Regions from separate parts of the Rattus norvegicus genome. Here region 1 is linked to region 2. Evidence: chromatin contacts called from public Hi-C data. All regions are on one chromosome and are shown on one strand. The core of a region is the stretch at or near the end of the contact, and the rest is flanking DNA. Distances in the headings are between cores, read along the strand shown. Region 1 overlaps Prkce (protein kinase C, epsilon). Region 2 holds the start of Mcfd2 (multiple coagulation factor deficiency 2, ER cargo receptor complex subunit).

What was found. A called contact is a pair of places that touch in the nucleus more often than the background predicts.
Region 1: a Hi-C map of liver shows a contact between it and region 2, with 3 times the contacts expected there. The contact joins the enhancer-like site here to the promoter of Mcfd2 in region 2. A contact is called at or near these places in 8 of 12 Hi-C or Micro-C datasets (the A7r5 cell line, the Rat2 cell line, Schwann cells and 4 more).

Annotation. Positions count from the first base shown.
Region 1 is chr6:13,867,272-13,871,566 of GRCr8, reverse strand. The region is part of intron 10 of Prkce (protein kinase C, epsilon); the gene reads left to right. Among named protein-coding and RNA genes, the nearest start is that of Prkcel1, 60 kb to the left of the region's middle. Within about 2 kb of position 2,501, at least 23 of the 93 cell types and tissues checked have an H3K27ac peak or open chromatin away from gene starts, as enhancers often do. A contact at or near this core is called in the A7r5 cell line and liver, where this site is marked.
Region 2 is chr6:13,026,212-13,030,311 of GRCr8, reverse strand. It overlaps Mcfd2 (multiple coagulation factor deficiency 2, ER cargo receptor complex subunit), which reads right to left and starts at 2,262. Exons shown (of 4, transcript NM_139253.2): 1 at 2,194-2,262.

The DNA.
Region 1 (4,295 bases), core at 1,252-3,751, 840 kb before region 2:
CCCCGTCGTCTCTCAAGGCCATCTCTTTCTCCTGACTGATGTGGCTGTGTAGAGAGGGAGTAGTCATGTGAAGGCTGCATGGGGTTCCTATCTAAGGGGATTCCTGGGAAGTTGAAGGTTTGCTTGATAGGTAAATGAGAAAGGGCAGTGGCATCATTTTTTACAGAAATCATGCACTGAAGAATGTCAAGGTTTCTCATCGACATACAAAGGGGCATTGAAGAACATCATGGACTTCACTTGGGCAGAGGAAATGAACTGGTGTGCAGTTCAGAGACCTTCCCTTAGGCCAGAGTCAGGAACCCAGCATCACCCTAGGAGCAGGTTGGTGCCTGTTTTATACACCATGTATATATTTTACTCATTGATTTACTGATAAAAGGAACCTTTGAAGAATCATCTAAAGACCCCAAATTTAATTTTTAAAAACGAACTTGCCCTTTAATGGCCGGTAGTCATGGTTTTGAAGATTGGCTATATCCTCCTGATTGAAGCTGGTGTGGGGTTCTCAGCAGAACACAGATTTTCATGAGGAAGGATGACTGGCTGACTGGGTTCAGGATTGGAGGCTCAGACTAACTTCTGCAGTAAGTGAACACTAAGTAATCCTTAGTGTTTCAGTGACACGCAAACCAAGAGGACCCGGGAGCTGCTGTTCCTCGGGGTCTAGCGAAGCAGCAGTGCTTTTGAAGGGTGAGATTTGGGCAGGACTGGAAGCAGAGAGGGCAGCCATAATCAGCTGTCAATTTTCAATCTTGCTTGGATGTTGTTTTTCCTGAAAAAAAGTCCCATCCCTCAGTCACTGATTCCGTCGTGGTTTTGACCAAGGTATATGACTCAGAACCACAAAGATCTGTTTCAATCCTATCAAGATTTTTGTCTCGTCCTTGATTAGAACGGGCAGAGCAACAGCCGGTGTTAAGTCAGGTTTGGGCTGAGCCTCAGTGAGGTGGTTTAAATGAGAAGGACGCCTCCAGGCTCAGACATTTAAATAGTTGGTCTCTACTTGGTGTGTGAGGAGTCTTAGGAGGTGTGGCTTTGTGGGGGAACTGTGTCACTGGGGCTGGGCTTCAGACTTTAGATGCCTCCCACCACTCCCAATGTGCTCTCTGCTTCCCACATGATACTCAAGATCTGAGCCCCCAGCCCACTGCTTCCGCTGCCACATCTTTGCTATGCCATCATGGACTCCACCCCTCTGGAACCATAAGCACCAAGAAACTCTTTACTCTTAGGTGGCCTTGGTCATGGTGTCTGGTTACAACAATGGAAAAGTCACCAATAGACTCGGTTTCTAGGATATGGGGAGGAATGGCTCTCCCAGAAACTTCCTTGAGAGCATCCCAGCAGATTGTGCAGCGCTTTAAGATGGGTACAGACCGGCTGGCAGAGCGTGGAAGGGTGTAGAGTAAGGAAGGCCCTGTGTCTTTTCCGGCATCCAGCAATGATCACCGTGCAGAGCCATCAACAGTAACCATAATGGCCCAGTCGAGTCTGGCAGCTGCAGCCTGCTGGGGGACCATGCTGAATTCAAATAGTGACTTAAGATTTCTGTCTACGGGGTTGGGGATTTAGCTCAGTGGTAGAGCGCTTGCCTAGGAAGCGCAAGGCCCTGGGTTCGGTCCCCAGCTCCGAAAAAAAGAACCAAAAAAAAAAAAAAAGATTTCTGTCTACAAAGCTGTTCTGTCCTTGGCTGTGCCGTAGTCTTCTTGCACAGACTCTGGGAAATAAAAAGCAAATAAAACGATTCTGGCACCCAGCACTAATGAGAATGGGCAGATAGGCCAGTCAATAAAACCACAAATACATACCCATCAAGTTCAGGCCTTGTGCTAGACTTGAGATCCTGCTGTGGTTTTGAGTTTCTAGAGAACCTAAATCAGGCTACGGAAGCTACAGAGCTGGCCCTTGAAATAGGGCAAGCATTGGGAAGAAGGTGGGCACCTAGAGATGGGCTCCAAAGTCCTTTCTAGAGTTCATCTTGACGTGTTCCCCACACTAGGTTTCACAGCTCCGTTCTCCTGCTTCTTTGCGGACAAATGATAAGGAAAAAGAGGTGAGGTTTGTGGGGAAGGGTGCATACTGAGAAAATAAGGAGAACAGACTCTTGTGGAGTCAGAGGCTGAGGGAAAGGAGCATGGCAGTGCTGGGGACCCTCGTTAGGGACTGAAGTGTCCCTCTTGGTGCTAAAGAGCATGGCCTTCCTGCTCCAGGTGTGAACCTGGTACAGAAGCTCCTTTTTCAGAAATCTCCTGTTCCATTGGCCTCTGGAGCTCAGAGGGCTCCCAAGAGATAGATTTATTTTGATTTTTGTGGTTAACAGAAAACTAAAATTCCCAGGCCCTTCTAGATGTTGTGTGTTTGTGTTTTATCATCCCCATTACAAAACCATCCCTTCCAACTGGATCCCACAAAACCCGACTTGGCCAGTCTCACCCGTGGCATTGCCTCTTTAAAACTTGCATCTCTGCACACTGTACCCATCCCCCACCCTCTGGCATTTCCTGCCAGGCCTGGGAAGCCAAATCCTGGAGGACTTTGCTGTGAGGGAAACTGGGAATGGGGCTGAGCCTCTACAGGATCTCCACCCGCCCACCAGCCTCCCTCCAGCCCTGGGGAACGGGTGGCGTGGAGAATCCTTAAAAAGCAACTGGTGATGTTTTTCAAATGTGATTTAATCATCTCTGTGGGCAAGGGGAGAGCTGCCTGGAGCAAGTGTTGACAACATAGTAGAGGATTTGTAGTTTCAAAGAACTCTAATTTTTTTTAACTTTTAACAAAACTGCAAACCCTAAAGAAAAGAAGGGATGGCGGGGGTACAAGGTGACCAGGAGAGAGAAAGATCTAGTGAATAATCAGGCCACCTAAGAGAACGGAGAAAGCAACCTGAAGGGTAGGCCATGATCCTGCTAGGCCAGGTGACATTGGGGTGGTGGGGCCTGGGAGGAGTTGGAGGGCTTTTGGCCCCTTTGCTGGCTGTTTCTAGAAAACAAAAGCCCTCGATGTTCAATACCTCTAGATGGTTTGGATTAGCAGCCCTCGGGACTCTATGCTACGGGCTCGACAGTAGAAGATTGGAAGTGGTAGTGCTGGGCTTGGTAATGCTCTCCAGCGTTAGGTGAAGAGAGTCTACGTGGATGCTTTGGGCTCTGTGTGACACAGTGTCTTATCCAGTGATGCGAGGAAGCACATCTTGGTGCTGAAGAACATCCTGTGTGAGCAGGATGGGTGGGCGGCAATGCCATTTCTCTTCCTTAGCCAATTTACACTCAGGGCCCTGTGGCCTGCAAGTGACTGAGGGCTTATGGAGACTCTGATAGGAGGGTCGGTGTGTAAAGTCACTGAGTGCCAATCTCCGTTGCCTGAGGAGAGCCGAGGGACGTGGAGAGGGGGATAAGAGTGCAAGTAGAGGGGCCGCATAATTTCATACCAATCAGGCTGCATGAAGAAAGTGGTCACCCAGGTCTTGAAGCAAGGACCCATTCTAGAATGAAGTGCAAAGTTATAGGGCTCACTTTGCTCCAGTGTGCCCACCTCAGGGCAGACAGGGAGGAGTGCTGCCTCTTAGTCTAGAGTCTGTCACATAAGGTAGCTTCTTTACATGTAAGGAAACACGGAAAGAAGATTTTCTTCTATATTTCCACATTTTATTATGGTAAAATAAACATAGGATTTATCACCTTTGAACACTTGGAGGCTGAGGCAGGAGGATAGAAAGTTTGAGGCGACTCTCTCTGTATATGAAGATTGACTCAAAGAAAGATCAAACAAACAAAACACCCAAGCCAAAAAACAAATTCTCTAACTTTGGGGACGAAGTGATAGACACATTTATACACTTGTGTGTGTGTGTGTGTGTGTGTGTGTGTGTGTGTGTGTGTGTGTGTATTCTTCCACGTGGGTCTGTTTGGCACGTTTTCCAACATGAAGGGGCACACTCATTCTGCTCACCTCTTTGCTCACTCCAATGCTGCTAATTTTTATATTCACACTCAGGGTTCGTGGAGGTGCCTTGTTGAGGTAGGGTGTGTGCGTGTGTGCTCATGCAGACCCCATGCGTGTTGTAGCCGGATGGAACTCCATTGCCGCTTTCCCATCTGACAGAGCAGCCCCACTTTGTCCAGCTTCATATTAACATCCCCAGCAAGACAGAGCTGGGATTCAGATCACAGCACCACGTTTGCCTCCTGGGGTAGAAGAGGGCCATTGCAGGAAGAGCTGGGAAGAATGGGCTCTCCCAGGAGCCCAGAGGCCATGAGAGGTTTTGAAGGGGAAACTGGCATCAGCCGTTCCAT
Region 2 (4,100 bases), core at 1,013-3,512:
GCCTGGGAGATAAGCCCCAAGGGCTCCCTGGCTGGTTCACTGGCCTCAGGACATGGCATAAGCCAAGCTGGAGAAAAATCCAACTCAGGGAGACTGATTTTCCTTTTCTAAAAACAGGCTGACTCCTTTTGATGGGCCTGGAGTCTTGAAATTTGACTATCTTATTTCTTCCATAAATAGTTTACTTATAGGTTAGCATAACTGCTTATATATTCTTGACTGAAAGACTGTTCCTCAGCCCCTGGAAAAGGTCATCTTCAACAGAATGAGAAACTCTGGGAGAGACACACAGAGCAACGAAAGAGGAAAAGGATTTTGCTAAGCCCAACAGACCATCACCACTAACCCTGGTTCCATGGGGTATGATCTGCTGCAACCAGATCACCCTCGCATCCAGGGGGCTGGAGACAAAATCCATGCCATCACGTTCATCGCAAGGAGCAGCATGAGTCTGACAGAGCAATGCTGGCCCCCTCAGAGCCTTGACTCCAACAAGGTTCCTCTCACTGCTCCGGAGGTCTCTGTTGCCACTGTGTCTGGTCATTCCTTCTAGGTCCAGCTCAGACATAACCCAAAGACTCTTGCAGATAACACCCTTTGCTTCCTTGTCTGTTTCTTCCTTCCTATGTTTCTTTTTCCTCTCATTTGTGTACCAATGCTGAGCTGGCCTGGGACAATGTGGTTAGAATAAGGTGAGATGTGGCACAGTACTTCATCTCCAAGGCCCTGGTCTTAGGCCGAGCTCTCCGTTTGGAGCATGCCTGCTCCTGGGAAGGGCCTGGCCCACCCTCTCCTCCCATTGTGTCATTATTCCTATCAGGGAGTGAGCTTTCCTCCTAGCAGCTGTTGGCAGCCTTTTTCTAAGTCAGAGGCTCTTAGGAATTTTCACATTTGACAACACCCAGATATCTATCCTGTACCCAGAGCCAATGCCAATGAAAATTGACTAGTCCTGGTTGTCTCCTTGCTCTTGAAGTAAAACCAACCATAAGTCTCCCAGTTAAAGAAACCTTTACCTGGGCTGAGGTTGAGAATTTGTCCTGAACAATTTGGTGTTTAATATTTTGATCCACTTGTTCATTGGGGGATTCCAAAGGAAAAGCATGCTACCCTTTAACTAACAGCCTAGTAACATAGGAAGAGCAGAACTGTGAGGGTTGTGAGAACAGGTGGACTCCTCTCTCATAGATGACAGCTTAATACAAAACAGAGATCACCAAAGAGACACTCAAGGGGTACCACATAAACCCCCATCCACAGAAAGCATGAGAAGAAATATTTCAACCAAAAACGATGTATTCCCCTCATAGACAGAACATATGGCGGTGAACGCCTAAACTCAGAAATGACTTGGGTCCAATGTAGCTGCAGAATATTCAGTTGAGGGACAGGTCTTGAGTAAAGTTCAAAGACAGTGAGTCACACAGGTATGGTAGGCCTGTGGAAGGGCTTAGAAGGGCAAAGAGAATCCACAGAAGAACCAGGGAATGGGGCAGGGTGGAGGAGCATAAGAGATTTGTTTCAAGAGCGTGTCTCTAGCTCCCTGTATTGGACACGTGGAAGAGTATCAGTAAATATCAACGGAGCAGAAAGAGGAGCTGATTGTTAAGGCAAGGTGTCTGGAAAAGTGAGAGTTCTGAATGGGTTCAATGTATTTGACGAGTGTAGGCGAGATTGATGCCTAGGCCTCTGGTTTGGGCACATGTGTGGATGGAGGTTTTCCAGAAAAGGAAAACAAGAGAAACGAGCATCCCTTGTCTTCCTAACCTCCCAGGCTCAACCTAGCCAACCCCGCCGAGACAACAGGACCTGCGGGTCTGCCCCGAGGAAGATGGGGGAGCCAGGGGCAGATGGGGAGCCAGGGACAGATGGAGTAACGCCTGTGGCCCTCGTGCTTCTAGGCCAGCCGGGGTACGTGACAAGTCCACACAGCTGACCCTACAGCCAGACACTTAGACGCCCGGGAATGGGGTGAGCGAAAACAGCAGCGCGGGACTCCGCCAGCCAGACACGTCTGGCCCCGAAACCCTCTCGGAAGACAGGCGGCTGCCGTGGGCCACAGGTCCCACTGTGCCCGGACGGTCGGCATCCTCCACCCTGCCGCCCTGGCCTCCCATCCCGAGTCCCAGGCCCGGGAGCCACCGACCGACCTCTGCTCCAAGGGTCAGGCCTCCCGCCCGCCGGTTCGCTCACCCTGATAATCCCTGACGCAGTCGCGAAGCACTTCTGGATGAACCTTGCCAGCTGCCGTCCCCCTGACGCTTTTTCTCCGCACGCCGGACCCGCCCCTCGGTCAGCCGCGCAGGCGCACAGCCTCCCACCGCCCCGGGAGCCGTCGGCCCCGCCCCCTGCGCGGCCCGATCCATTGAGTCCACGTGTCCCCTGTGGCTGGCGCGCCGGATCTGCCTCCTGAGGGCGACACCCTGCTGCTTAGCCCTGGAGCGTCCAGGCGTGCGAGTTGCTAGGCAACCCTGAAGCCCCGGGAAGAGGCACCACAGGAGTTTTGGGCTGCAGGATACGGAGGAGCGGACTCAGAGGTTGGCCAGCCTCGCCTTCTCTATTCTTTGACCGTGCTCTTGCCCCTCTCCCCGCACTTCACACCGAAGAAGAGTGTAAAACCCCTAACTCCTGTCCAATGAGGCAGCCGGTGCCCGCCAAGGACCCTGCGTTTCCATGAATGACCTGCTTCCGTTTTTTCTTTGCTCTATTCCTGAGCCACAGCCTCAAGCTCCAAGACTTATGGGCGACCCAGCTAGTAAAGTTCCTGAAATCGGCTGGTTTTGTTTTCTTTACTTTTTAAATTTATGTACATTGGTGTCCGACCAGAGAGTGTGGGATCCCCTGAACTGGAGTTAGACAGTTGTGAGGTGCCATGTGGGTGGTGGGGACTGAAAAGCCAGTGCTCTTAATCACCTAGCCGAAACCGGGTGTTCTTTTCTAGAGAAGACAATATACTTTCAAAAAACGATCCTGCCCTTTACTCCTAACAAAACTGTCTTTCAGTGAATGTGTATAAATCCAGATGGATACAGGATTGTACATTTTAAAATACCTTCTCTCCTTTGTATCCATGAAGATACATAATCTTTTTTTTTTAGCTGCTCCTACATCAAAAGGGGAGAGAGATTATATCAAAGCCTTCCCTACTTCCTTGAGGCCTTGAAAATTGGCCAACAGCACCGCCTTTGTCCCACTTCCAAGATTAAGGTTTCAACATTATCCTATAGGGAGAGAAAAACCTCTTAGTCCCTAAGATATTAACACAACATTCCATCTCATTCTGAAGCTTAGATTAGTTTGATCCAGTTCGTTCCGGGTACTCTGCGCCTCCATCCAGACTGCATTCTACCTACGCTCCATTGTCTTGGGAGCTATAAATACAGGTAGTTTATGGCCCTTTAAGAAACTCAGTAACTGGGGTTGGGGATTTAGCTTAGTGGTAGAGCCCTTGCCTAGGAAGCACAAGGCCCTGGGTTCGGTCCCCAGCTCCGAAAAAAAAGAACCAAAAAAAAAAAAAAAAAAAAAAGAAACTCAGTGACTAGGAACTGGACTGAGGGTAGCCTGGAACTCCTGATCCTCTGTCCTTCACCTTCCACCTCCCAGACCTACCTTTCTGTTTGGTTTGGTTTGGTTTAGTTTGGTTTGGTTTGGTTTGGTTTTTTGAGACAGGAGCTCTGTGTAGCTCTGGCTGTTCTGGAACTTGCTGTGGACTAGGCTGACCTCAGACGCAGATCCACGTGCTTCTGCCTCCCAAGTGATGGGATTAAAGGTCTGTGCCACCACAGCCTGGCTCAGACTTTTGTCTAATAAGCACTTGCCACCAAGCTAGGTACTCCATCTTTTCTGCCTGACCATTCTTACCTGCACAGATATTTGTCCTCTGGTTCTTTCCCATAATGCAATTGAAAAGGCAATCTCCAGGCAAACCAGGGGTCTCTTCTGGCTTGTTTATTTGTTGCACTCAAACATCCTGTGGTGGTTAGAATAGGTTTGGCCTCCATTATCTCCCATGTTTCAATGCTTGACCTGTAGAGAGTGGCACAATTAAGAGGTACAGCCTTGTTGGAGTGGGTATGGCCCTGTTGGAGGAAATGTGTCAC